Linked DNA regions of Mus musculus: all the other regions are linked to region 2. The links are chromatin contacts, called in public ChIA-PET, HiChIP or PLAC-seq and Micro-C maps. All regions are on one chromosome and are shown on one strand. The core of a region is the stretch at or near the end of the contact, and the rest is flanking DNA. Distances in the headings are between cores, read along the strand shown. Region 1 holds the start of Ldlrad1 (low density lipoprotein receptor class A domain containing 1). Region 2 holds the start of Ssbp3 (single-stranded DNA binding protein 3). Region 3 holds the start of Dhcr24 (24-dehydrocholesterol reductase). Region 4 overlaps Yipf1 (Yip1 domain family, member 1).

Region 1 (2,825 bases), core at 242-2,741, 300 kb after region 2:
ATAGACCCTGACGTTAACATCCTTCTGAAATCATGTGCCTCTTAGTCTCTACTATCGTTGGCACAAAAAAAAGAAATCTAGGTACCATCTTGCGTTTATATTCACCCCCTTCGGCCTTTTCCTTTTCATGGCTTCTCAGCCTGGCTTGCAACCGCCATTGCCCCCCCCCCCTTGCCTACCACAGACCAGTGAAGCTAGGGATACGAGAATTGCCAACAGCTTCATCCAATGGCTGGCAGGATGGGATGAGTGCCCCGCTTCCCTCGGGTGAGTGCCTTTGAGATGCATCTTCACCAGTGTCCCCAAATGCCTCGCAGAATCCAGGTGCTGCCCCATAACAGTGAGCAGCGTCTTTCCCTTCACCTCAGCTCCCTCACTCCACACCAGCATGTCCAGGATCCTTCCCATTAAGACCGTCTGTCCCCTGTTCTTGTCAGAGTGCCCAAGTCTGAGAAACCTACACTCAGGCACCCCTGCATCTACATGCCTGTGAAGGGAAGGGCCTTTCCCAAGCCATTGGCAAGGTCCTTGTGAGAGCCAATACTTAGCTTGCCCAGTCTGATGGCGACCTATGTCTCCAGCCTCCATGGTTTGGCTTGTATTTCCCACCACAAGAGAAATGGCCCAGCACAGAAATCACTGATGGGAACTCCTGGACACCTGCAGTGGGTACTACCCTCGGGGTGGGCCTCAGAGCATCCTCATCTGCTTCAGGGCCCCTGTCTCCTCCTTAGACTAGATTGCTAAGAAATCTACTCCATGCTGGGACAGAAGATATTCTGGAAAGCAGCTAGCTCCCACCCAGATACCACCCCCAAAAAGCTAAAAAATATATTTCTCCATGCTTTCAACAATTCAAATATGTCTTTCTCTCTTTTATTTATTAATATGTGTATGTGTGTGGTAGAGGTGCACGCATGAAGTGTATGGAGTCAGGACAACTATGTAGAGTGGGCGCTCTCCTTGTATCTGCACATTCATCCTGGGACTCAAACGAAGGTCCTCAGGCAGGCACCTTTATCCACTGAGCCATCCTGTTGGCCCTCAGAAGTGCATATTCTTCTGGTCTAGAAGAATGAACATGAACAGTTCATCAATGAGAAAAGGAACTCTACCTTCTGGCCACTGAACCAAGACTCATGGCACTTCTGCCTGTGGCTTCCTTCAGCCAGGGGGCCTTGCCACCCTGCAGTCTGATGATGCAGAGGAGAAAAATGTGTTAAAGCCTTGGTTCCATCTCTCCCACATATAGTGTGACTTGAGGCACAAACACCAGCTTGTCATCTGTGGAATTGGATGCGTCACTGTCCAACTGCAACCTAGGGAAAGACGTGGTAGGAGCAGGTACCCCTGTCCTTTCCTCCGTGGGGGAGGCAGCCTGGGAGGAGAGTGCCACAGGAGAGGGCACAGCCCTAGCAAAGCCTGTTGCTGTCCTGCCCTCCCACAGGCTGCCCTTGGTGACAAGGTGGAGAACTCTACACTGAGCTCTTTATTCCACCTCAGTTCCTGGAGATGAGTGTTGGAACCATGAACAAAGTCTTCCCCCAGGTAAAAGCTGCCTGGGTCTGAACTGACTCTTGACCTAGGGAGCCATTCTGCAGATGGAAAGGGCTTGTGGGAGGGGACCCTAGGACCCACGGCCACATCCATCTGCCCTGGGGACTCGCTCCACCTGAGATCCATGAGTACTGAGAAGCAGCACAGGACACCTAGGGGTGTTAGGGCACTGTCACTAGGAGGACCTGCCTGAGTCAGTTTGGAGGACAAAGGAGGAATGGGTCCTGTACGGGTCGAAATGTGGAAATGTGAAGCCCAGGATGAGCGTGGGCTGTGAGAGAGCAGAATTTTGCCCAGCCTGCTTCTGGTTTCTTGGCCAGGCAGATGCCGAGAGTAACATCACCACTAGAAGGAAAGCCCGCCCTGGAGATGAAGGTAAGGACAGAGGTGGGGGTCAGGCTGGGCGCTGTGGGTCCCTCCCTGGAAACTACCTGACTCTAGGTAGAGAGTGTCTGAGGCTACTCAGCTCTTCTACTCCAGTGTGGGTGGTGAGGTCTGCTTCCAGCTTCCTGGCCAGCCATACTGACAGCTGCTTGCTGGATAGAACTTTTCATTCTCTCCAGCTACCAGCATTTTCTGAGTGCCTACTATGTGCCTTTTGCCTGCTGGGCCACCACACAGAACCTATAAGACCAAGGACCTCCAAATCAACCTCTGGCCCCCATGCCTGACCTGGATGCTCCTGTTGATCATAAGATGGAGTCGGCCAGGACCACACACTTGTACTTATTATGTTTCCCCAATTCCTGTGCAGCCGGGACCTTTGTATCTCCCTGGGTCCATCTTGGCCTACAGTTGATGAAGGAGGAAACAGATAGATGCTAAGAAGGGTTGTAACCCTTTGCAGACCCTTCTGCCTCGGATCCCTGGGGCTGCAGACCTCAGTTTCAGGACAACCCTGGGTGGGTGGGGTACTAGAAGCAGCTGAAGCTAAGAGAGGTTGAATAATCAGGTCACAGTTATATGGCATCGGAAAGGAGGCCCCTGGTTGCTAAGCTTCAGGGTCATGCCCCATGCTGGTGGCTTTTTCCAAGTTGTCACTCAGTGCGGCTTATCATAGGTGTGGTTTTTCTTCCTTTGCCCTGGGTGGGCAGTTTCTGAAGTTTCTGGCTTTAAAGTGGGTTTAAAGCTTCCCTCCACTTCTGAGAGCTCTCAGCCTCATCTGGAGGGCCAGACAAGGTCAACTAGGAAGGAGGGTAGCGACTAAGTCTCCTGTGTCAGGCCACAGAAAGGCAGAGGCAGGTTTCTCTCATCCCTTGGGCTCTTAG
Region 2 (3,075 bases), core at 426-2,925:
TTTCTCTCCTACCATTGTATTTCAACTCCCAACCTCCACGCTTCTCCCTTTCTTGACAAGACAACCTTTAAACTAGGGGCTGGCATTGGCATCCCCAAACTAGGTCTCAGTGTTTCTCTTTTCTGCCCTTCTTCTGTCTGAGCTCTGGTTTCTAGCAGAGAGCAGAGTCCAGAGGGGTCCACGGTGCTTGGCTGTATTCTAATTTAGGGAGGCTGTTACAAGTGTAGAACATTATTCCAAAAATGCACCCGGAGTCTCCTTCCTGAACCAGTGCAGATCCGTTTGCCGTGGGGCATTTCTTTTAAAAACCCCTTTTCTCTCTTCGGCAGGGCAAAAAAAGCAAACTTTAATGGTAGGGAATTATTGTTTATTTTGTTGAAATCTAGTTCTGAGTTTTCCTACTTAAAACGTGTTTTCCCCAGGACACTGACCTATCCTTTAATTGTTTGGTGTGAGGCATGTTAGGGGGAGGGGCGTTACTTGTTTATTGGAACAGCGCAGTTAAAAAAAAAAAAAATCAACCTAGGCTAACAGTTTCAAGGCTCCCCTAAAGATGTATCCAAACAGGCAGCCAATCAGCGCTTACACAGCTTTTCTGCTTGACTCTTTTAAAGAGACAGTGCCGACAATGTTTTATCACATTTAAAGAGAACCGCGCTCTAAAAACAGTATGAAAATGGGGAGCCATCCCTTATCTCACCAGTTTTTGATTTGGAGACTCCAATGAGAATACACTGCAGGTTTTTGGGTTCCTCGAGTGGACAGAAAGGAGTCGTGAGCAAAAAGCTTGGTCACTCTGCCAACCCCCCATTTCCCATTGTACACCTGGGTCATTGACAATGGAAGCTTCCCCTCCCCCCACGCCCGACTCTGGTCCCCTACTCTCCAATTTAGCTCCATTTATTTGAAGTTTGAGATTTCTGCGGCGCGCATTCCGAGTCGCGAGGCGTCCAGGTGACGTCCCTCATCCAAACGGAACCCTTTCCCGTGGAAAGGCGAGAGGCTAACTTGCCAGGGCTAGCAAACCTCAGAAATTTGAGAGAAATCAACTCTCTTTCCCTCTAGTCCAAGACCTCTTTTCCCTCCTACAGCTTGCCTGGAGCACGCCAAGGGCCATTTTCGCGCGGCTCCACTTTGGGGTTTCCCAAAGTATTTTAACGATCTAGTAAAGAAGCAGCCGCGCGCTTTGGCGCCAGCTTCGGCCGCCCAGCTCCGCGTGCAGCCCTGGCCGGGGCTCGGGAGGCAGGGCTGGGCACAGGCAGCCCGGGGTGGGGCGGAGAGGGGAGCAGGGCCGGCCGGGGTCCTGGCCCGCTGAGGGTACGCTCAGCACGGGGAGGCGGGGGCGCTGGGGGCTAGGCCGACGCGGAAAGGGGCGCGCCGGGCCAGCCGGGGTCCGCGCCTGCTGTCGCAGCGCCCAGTCCCCGCCGCGCCGGCCGGGTGCTCCAGTCCACGCCCGAGCCCCTCGAGTCACCGCCCCACCCCAACGCCAAGGCTCGCCCCCCGCTCCCCCGGCCGGGGCACGAGCGGGCAGCGGCTCGCGGAGGAGGCGCAGCGGGACTGGCGCGGCCGTGCTGACAGGCGTCCCTCTCGGCCTCCAGGCCCGCCCCCGCGCGCCGATTGGCCGCCGCGGCCGTCCGTCGCGGGGCGTGGACGCCCGCCGCGCTCCTGCCGGGGCAGCCACGTTCGGTTGAGCTCCAAGTAGACCAGCGGCGGCGGCGGCGGCAGCGGCAGCGGTGCTGAAGGCGCAGAGGGCGGCGCAGGCGGAGCCGGGCGGCGGGCGCGCGGGCCGCGAGCAAGCGAGCTGCAGGCTTCGGGCGGGCGGCGGCGCAGCTCAGGCCGAGCCGGCGCGGGAGGAGTTCCAGGGCGATGGGGCCGCGGCCGGGGCTGACGCTTTGACAGCTGGAAAGAGCGCGGAGCCTGCGCCTGGGAGGGAGGGAGCGCGGCGAGCGGAGTGCGAGCGAGCGGGCGAGCGCCGGGAGGGGGCCGGGAGCAGGGCAGCTCGGGAGACCGGACGGTAGCGGCGGCGGCGGCGGCGGGCTCGGCGCCCTCTTCTCTGCAAGCCATGTTTGCCAAAGGCAAAGGCTCGGCGGTGCCCTCGGACGGGCAGGCTCGGGAAAAGTAAGCCTCTCGCGAGTGGGGCCGCGCCGCGGGTGGCGGGAGGCAGGTGGGCGCGGGGGTCGCGCCGCCTGGTGCCCCTGGGGCCCGGGTCTCTGCCCCGCGGCGGCGGCGGTGGCGTGGAGAGCCCATTGTTGGGCGCCGGCGGAGGCTGGGGCACCCTGAAGGGGCGGCAGGGCAGCGGTGGGCGAGGGTAGTTGGTAGGCGCGGGGCAGAGCGGGCGCGGGGGTCCGCGACGAGGGTGGGCGAGGTCCCACTCGGAGCCGGTGCGCTCGGCCCGCTGGGCGCGGGGCCCTTACTTTGCCCACCGAGTGCGGGCAGGGGGCGCGTGGCTTTCTGCAGCCCCGAAGGCTCCTTTTGTCCGCCCGCGGCGTGAGGAGTGCGTGCCGGGGGCTTTGTTCGCCCGGGAGCGCTCTCCCTACCCAGCCAGCGGCCTCCCCGTCAGCCCGGTGCGCTCCGGGGCGTCCGGGCTGGGCTGGGCTGGGCTGGCGGCGCCGGCCCGGCCCCAGGCTTGGGGGACAGTTGTTTGAGGGGGAGATGCTGAGGGCGGCGCTTTGCTGCCCTCTCCAGAGCGCGCCAAGTACCCGGACTGGGACCGAGTCCGTTCGGACCCCAAAGCTGGGCTAAAGCAGGGAGCTGAAGTGGGCTGGGAAAAGGAGGGTGGCTCAGGCAGGGCTCTTGTAAGGGGCTTGCGAGTTTGCGAGACCTAGGTGGGTTTAGTCCCAGTGCCACTTGGAAGTTCAAGTTTGGGGACCGGTCTCCGGCTCCCGCGGCTTGGTGCAGCTTGTCTGTGGTACCCACCCACTAGCTGTTCTGTCTGGGGTGATAGGTACTCACCTCTTGTCGTGGCCACAATGGGATGGCACAGACCGGGCTCACAGTCACTGGCAGGGTCCAGAGCGAGCCTTAATGTGATCTGACCTCTCTCTCTCTCTCTCTCTCTCTCTCTCTCTCTCTCTC
Region 3 (3,105 bases), core at 130-2,629, 350 kb before region 2:
AAAGGACATTTCAATTTGTGTAAGCTACTGACAGCTCTATCAGTAGCTGTCATAGCTGGGTAGGACGGTCGGTTCCAGTCTGGACTCCTCCCTTTGGAAGCTGAGGGTAAACAACCTCTCACTTTGAACTTTGATTTCTATTGGATATTTGAACTCCCACATACATTCTTCACTTATCCTTTGGTCAACAACGGTGTGCCTTACAATGCCCTAGTCATTATGCCACAAATTGGAAATTCAAAAGTGCTGTAATAACAAGGTGTTGTTTGCCCTAAAGCTCCATCTGTAGGAGGGAGAGACACATAAAGGGACAATTATATAAAAATGGAAAGAACTGTGAGCCTCTGAAAGAAGTACATAAACTTGGCTTTAGAAGTGGCACCTCGCGAATCTCTAGGCTGTGTAGTGCTTTACCTCGGTGATACAATGGGGAAAGAGCCTTCTAGGGACAGATTCACCGAAGGTGGAAGGTGGCGCTATAAAGGATGGCAGAATGGAGTGCCCGAGTCCGTGTCCGGACAAAGGTGGAAGGGGGGGGGGGGGGGGAAGGAAAGACACGTGAAGCAGACAAGGCCCTGGGAGGTTTGAAAAATCTTCAGAGCTTCCTCCTGTTCAGGGAAAGTGCAAATACCACCGGACTCAAGCTTCTGGCGAGGTCAGAGGTTGTTCCGCAGCCTGGCCTGGTTGCTCCGCAAGGCCGGGGCCATGTGCTGGGTTCTTACTCTTAATCTAGGGCTGCCATGCCGCCTTGAAGCTCTTTCTTCCTGTCTCCAAGCCTCCATCCACTTTGGGTTCAGCATGGAAGAATGCCATCAACGCCTCTGTGCTTTTTAAAATTACTCGACAGGTGGAATTCACCATCGCGTATTTTAAAATGGGGGTCCCAGCTACCCACGGCCCAGAACTGCTAAGGGGGGTAGTTCAAATGCATTTATGGTAAACGCCCTGAAAATTGAAAGGATTCCCCCTCCTGGCCATGTGCCTACAGAGTGTCATGACCTGCCCCGGTCAAGGCCAGAGGCTCTCCTGCCAGGGTTGCAGGGTGGTTGTCTGGAGCGCCTCCCACCCTGGGGAGGTAACCCAATGCACAACTGCTTGACGTGTGTCCACGGGAGGCACCACCCAAGGAGGAGATCAAGGGTGGTCCCGCTGCCTCCAGAGCGAGAGCCCTAAACCCCGCCAAGCCCGCCGCTTGCCGACCCTACCAGCGCCCCCAGCCCAGGTCAGCCCCTCCTCGCACGCCGACTAGAAGAGGGTGGAGCATCCCGGTTCCCGCAGCCAATGAACGCAGCGGCTCCCTGGTCCGATCCCCGGCGCGGCTCACCATTGGTCGCCGCCTGGGTCTCGGCCCACCGAACCTTGGCGACCCAAGCCAATCGCGAGGCGGCGGGCCCGACTTACAGGCTCCCGGGGCGGTGGCGGCAGGCGCTGAGCCGGCGGAGCGCGGAGCGGGCGAAGGAGACGGGCGGCGCGAGCCCGCACCCTTCCGCGCGGTGCGCCGCGACACCATGGAGCCCGCCGTGTCGCTGGCCGTGTGCGCGCTGCTCTTTCTGCTCTGGGTGCGAGTGAAGGGGTTGGAGTTCGTTCTCATCCACCAGCGCTGGGTGTTCGTGTGCCTCTTCTTGCTGCCGCTCTCGCTCATCTTCGATATCTACTACTACGTGCGCGCCTGGGTGGTGTTCAAGCTGAGCAGTGCGCCGCGCCTGCACGAGCAGCGCGTGCGGGACATCCAGAAACAGGTGAGCGGCGCGGGGCGCGGCTGTGCGCCGGGGTAGCGGTTCTCTGGGCGACGGGGGCGTGTGGGGCCGGAGGAATGGGCGTGGGAGTGGGGATCGCAAAGGACCTGGCGTGTGATGGGGGAAGGGACTGTCCAAGGATGAAACGGAAGCAGCAAAAGCACCGGGGCAACAAACAGAACCCTAACCCTAGGTTTATAAAGTGTCTGCTAGGTGCAGGGCATGCGCAGTGCCTAGAAAACGAGGGACCCTAAACCCTCGGGAAGTGCGCAACAGTCAGGTAACTCAGGCCCCCCACATTCCAAAGGAGGAATGGCCTCTGGAAGGTGGTTCTGGGAAATGGGGAGGGGGGAGATCCAAGTGGAGAGATTGGCTGAGCAGAAGTAGGAAGCTGAGGAGCACAGTCATGAGAGGAAAAAGGTTAGAAAGTCAGTTTGGAGAGGAGCCTTATGCAGGAAAGAGGTGAAAGTTTGTTTTGCGGTCCGAGGTGCTTCGGATCCTTTTACAATGGAGGTTTAAAGAGAGATTAAAAGGCAGGATCAGCCCCCAATTCCGTGTAATGTGCAGCAGATTCTGCATCCAGATGTAGTCGTCCCAGTAAGTAGATGAGGAGTTCATATAGGCCAGCCGGCACCAAGGCTAAGACTTCTCTTCACAGTGAAGCGTCTTCCCCCTCATCCAGGGTTAGCATGGGCTCCCTTTGCCCTCCTTATATTCCTCTCTAACTTGCATCAGGCTTCAGAGAGCGTCTGCTTCCTGCCGCTGCCCGCATGGCAACCACCCTCTTGTTCTATTTACTTCTTGCTGTATGCTGCAGACTGAGCACCACAGGCTTAGCCTGCAGGTGCCAGGCAGAGTGACCTCCAGACCAGAAGACCTTACCCAGGGAGAGGAGATGCAGAGGGTGCATCGATCAGAATCACTTTGCACCTCCACCCCCACCTGCACCATTTTCCTTGGGTCTGTCTGCAGGTTCTATTTGCCATTTATTTACCTGCTGGATGTCCTGTGAGCACCAGAAGACAGGACTGTTACCTGACGGCTCCCCTTGGGGCAAGAGTGTATTAGTGAGAGGTTGTTAACCTAAACTAAATGGAAGGATGCGCAAGGAACAATGGGGCCCTACACGCCATACCTGTGCCACTCGTGTGTGCAGTTTACAGTCCACGGCCTCCTGGTGTCTAGTACCAGTTTTACTAAAATGAGGTTCAAAGTGTGAGTCATGTGCCCAAGACAGCACAACCGATAAATAAGGCAGGCAGTCAACATTGGCTTCGGTAAGAGCCTGAACTCTCAACCCCCTCAGCCTTGTGTCTCCATCCCATCTCTGATTTTGTTGCCTCATGCCTAGTTTCTTACCATAGCTTCC
Region 4 (3,134 bases), core at 108-2,607, 440 kb after region 2:
TCTGTTCTCAGGAGGCTGAGGCAAGAAGGTTTCCACAAGTTTATGGCCCACCTGGGTCTCATAGTGAGTTGCAGGCCCTTCAGAGGTATAAAAGCAACACCTTGACTTATGAGCAGGGGTTTACTGGGAGGACAGCTCAGCTGGTAAAGTGCTTTCAGAGGACTCTAGTTCGGTCTCCAGAACCCACATAAAAAGAGCTGAGCATGGTGCATGCTTGTAACTCCAGAATTGGGGAGATGGAGACAGGTGAGGCTCAGTGTTAGTCAGCCTAGCCTACGTGTGAGGAGGGGACCTGGTGTGATTATCAAGGAGGAGGTGGAGGAAGAAGAGGAGGAGAGTGTCAGAGGAATAAACTTGAGGTTATGCTCTGGCCTGCACACACATGTACATGTGTGCCTATATACCACACACAGGTGAACATACACAGACACACACATACGGAAAAACAGAGAAAGAAAACTGTTCATGTAATGTCAGAAGACATTATAATTATTGGAAAGCGGTGGGAGGAGTTGGCGAGGGAGCTGTTCGAGCTGAGGGGCACCAGCTGAAGCAGACAGCCTCGCCCGGCTTTCCCTGTCTCCCCTGGGAACCGCGGATTAGTGCTTCGGTTTCAGAGCAGTGATGTATGTGGCAGCCTCACATCTGCTGAGGTCCCTCGGTGACTGCACTGGAAAATGATCTCCAGGTCTTCACTGAACACACCTGGCAGGGACAGCGAAGGAAGCACAGAGCGTGGGTCCTTGGTGGGTTGTCGAGAGCCAGGCAAGCCCACGTTTGGATGATTACCACTGAGCTCAGGGAAAATGGCGCCTACTGGCCACAGTGCCTCAGGATGGGCTGAGCTGAGCACAGACCCTGTGCCACATCACTGGCTGTGCTAGAAGAAAAAGCCTTTTAGAGACTTTTTCCACCACCACCCCGCAATTTTGCAGACAAAACCGAGGAGGTAGAGAAGCCTGTCTAGAGGCACAGTGCTAGTAACTAGTGCAGACAGGGAACGCAGACCACTCAGCTCTGAGACTCATAGCTTCCTGAAGAGCATTTCCTCAAGTGGCCTGGAAGAGAGCCACTCCTTCACTGGTAGTCCCATTCAGTGTTCCTGAGGAGCAGACACGATGGCCTCGGTCTCACTCATGACCCCCAAGTAGAGGAATCGCCTTCCTTTGTGCCAGGAAACAGCTGCAAGAGAAACTTTTAAATTAGGTTTGCTCTGGGGCTGTGATAAGCTAGAGGGAGTTTCTGGGGGGTGGGGGTGGGGGGGCGGGTGGCAAAGAGAAGCTAAAGAGATCTGTTAAGTATGAAGGTTGGAACAGGCTGGGAAGCCCAAGTGTGTTGTGTTGGCACCCTCTTCTGGCTAATAAGGGCAGAGCTGCTGAAAATGGTTCTTAGCTTTTTACCTTTTCATCTTCCTGAGCCACCCATGCCAAGGGAATCCTGTGTATCTAGTGGCCCTTGGGATAGTAACAGCTTCACCCTCCCACACACCCTTTGAAGGGGGGGCTCAAGGCTAACAAGATTGGTGTTTTTCTGTGCTAACTTTAGTGTCCTCTGACCTTAAGGCAGGAGGGAAGATCTTCGTTGCCACCTCCCCTGTCCCATCACCTCCTCCTGGTTCCTGGCAGCTAAGAGTGACAAGCGGAAGCTCTTGTCACACACTTCATTCTCAAGCTCAAGTCCTGGGGACTGAGGTGTGCTTAGCACCTTATTTTCGAGGTCTCTGCAGAAAGTCAACTAACTGGTTTAGCAAGTCAGTCCATAAATATCTGGCTACTTGCTATCAGGCCAGACCGAGATGCTGGCAGAGCAGAGGTAGAGGCAGAGACAGTCCCTGTATCCCCTGTGTGACACAGTAATTGCTAGCGTGAGTCCTGGATCCACTGCTCATGCGCCACGCTCACTTACCCAGGGACAGTCTCTGTGAGCCTCAGTTTCTGCACCTGCCAGGAGAGATCATCGTACAACCCCTTAAGGTCTCTGAGAAGAGTCAGGCATGCAACATAGCATGGCCAGTGAGTGGAGCTAAGTTTTTTGTTGTTGTTGTTTTGTTTTTTCGAGACAGGGTTTCTCTGTGTAGCCCTGGCTGTCTTGGAACTCACTCTGTAGACCAGGCTGGCCTTGAACTCAGAAATTGGCCTGCTTCTGCCTCCTAAGTGCTGGGATTAAAGGCATGCGCCACCACGCCTGGCTGGAGCTAAGTTTTAAAAGGTTGAGTCAGGGAGATACACAGTGAGGTGGCTGCAGTCTGGTGTGATAACAAATATAATGGGGGGGGGGGGCCAGAGACTATTAACATGGCTCCCTCCTGTGTCTCCTTTCCTGCAGGCTTACTTCTTTGATGCTCCAGAGATGGACCACCTCCCAGCAGCTATAACCACTCCCAACCAGACAGTAACAGCGGCCAAATCCAGCTAATGGGGAAAGCAGGTGGTGGCATTTCATCTCTCAGGGTATGTCACAAATAGGAAGGTACATCAGTTCTGCATTACCATCAGGGACCAAAGGCTAGACCCTGAGCTTGTAGACCCTGGGGTAGCGGGGGTGGGGGGGGAGTCCCTGCTCTGGTGATCACACCCACCTTCTCTATCCCCACTACACTGTCCAGTAGCACAGAAGGATTTCTTCCATATCCTAATTGTCTCAGTGATTTTTCTGCATTCTGTGACGTCTCCGACTGATCTCTGAAACCAGTGTTGTCCTCTCTTGAAGGACCCCTGGATTTCTCTGAAGGCTTCTGGATTTCTGTGCTTCATGTGCTCAGGGCCTTTGAAGTTATTCCTCTGTGAATGGTTAGCTGAGCGGGTTAGAGTGTGCAAGAGAGAGATCCAGTTTCATAACTTATTCCTTGCCTCCTGTTCTATGTTCTTAGTACCTTTTTTTGGCTGACAAGTTCTCATATAGCCCAGGCTAGCCTCCAATTCACCGTGTACCTGAGGATGACCCTGAACTTGAACTCTTGTACTTAGTTCATCCTCCTGCCTCTGGTTCCGCAGATGCTAGTGTTACAGGTGGGTGTGTCTCATCATGTCCAGTGTGCCTTCCTTTTCCCCCTTTCCCTGTGGGCGAGGATTGAACCTGAACCCAGGGCCCGTACAAGCTAAGCAAGTGCTTTCTCATACACCCATGATGACTTT

What was found. HiChIP or PLAC-seq counts read pairs in DNA pulled down with a chosen protein or histone mark. Hi-C and Micro-C count contacts between places; a contact is called where the count stands out from the background. ChIA-PET counts read pairs in DNA pulled down with a chosen protein or histone mark.
Region 1: a contact with region 2 is called in an RNA polymerase II ChIA-PET map of memory CD8 T cells, with 38 read pairs. The contact joins the promoter of Ldlrad1 here to the promoter of Ssbp3 in region 2. A contact is called at or near these places in 3 of 39 promoter capture datasets (cranial neural crest, liver and neutrophils), 3 of 115 datasets of contacts at active chromatin or transcription factors (effector CD8 T cells, memory CD8 T cells and pancreatic cancer cells) and 1 of 9 other capture datasets (liver).
Region 3: a contact with region 2 is called in a Micro-C map of embryonic stem cells, with 5 times the contacts expected there. The contact joins the promoter of Dhcr24 here to the promoter of Ssbp3 in region 2. A contact is called at or near these places in 3 of 484 Hi-C or Micro-C datasets (all in embryonic stem cells), 1 of 115 datasets of contacts at active chromatin or transcription factors (pancreatic cancer cells) and 2 of 9 other capture datasets (adipose tissue and pancreatic islet).
Region 4: a contact with region 2 is called in a RAD21 HiChIP or PLAC-seq map of pro-B cells, with 4 times the contacts expected there. The contact joins the enhancer-like site here to the promoter of Ssbp3 in region 2. A contact is called at or near these places in 5 of 39 promoter capture datasets (the C10 cell line, the HPC-7 cell line, embryonic stem cells and 2 more), 1 of 15 datasets of contacts at CTCF or cohesin (pro-B cells), 3 of 484 Hi-C or Micro-C datasets (cerebellum and cortical neurons), 3 of 115 datasets of contacts at active chromatin or transcription factors (bone marrow-derived macrophages, embryonic hindbrain and forebrain) and 1 of 9 other capture datasets (pancreatic islet).

Annotation. Positions count from the first base shown.
Region 1 is chr4:107,207,653-107,210,477 of GRCm38.p6, forward strand. It overlaps Ldlrad1 (low density lipoprotein receptor class A domain containing 1), which reads left to right and starts at 1,492. Exons shown (of 5, transcript NM_001081272.2): 1 at 1,492-1,932. The coding sequence starts at 1,818.
Region 2 is chr4:106,909,795-106,912,869 of GRCm38.p6, forward strand. Ssbp3 (single-stranded DNA binding protein 3) reads left to right here and starts at 1,676. Exons shown (of 18, transcript NM_023672.2): 1 at 1,676-2,118. The coding sequence starts at 2,063.
Region 3 is chr4:106,559,659-106,562,763 of GRCm38.p6, forward strand. Dhcr24 (24-dehydrocholesterol reductase) reads left to right here and starts at 1,380. Exons shown (of 9, transcript NM_053272.2): 1 at 1,380-1,739. The coding sequence starts at 1,509.
Region 4 is chr4:107,348,089-107,351,222 of GRCm38.p6, forward strand. Yipf1 (Yip1 domain family, member 1) reads left to right here. Exons shown (of 10, transcript NM_145550.3): 9 at 2,326-2,450. The coding sequence ends at 2,415. Among named protein-coding and RNA genes, the nearest start is that of Ndc1, 18 kb to the right of the region's middle. Within about 2 kb of position 1,358, at least 23 of the 459 cell types and tissues checked have an H3K27ac peak or open chromatin away from gene starts, as enhancers often do. A contact at or near this core is called in pro-B cells, where this site is marked.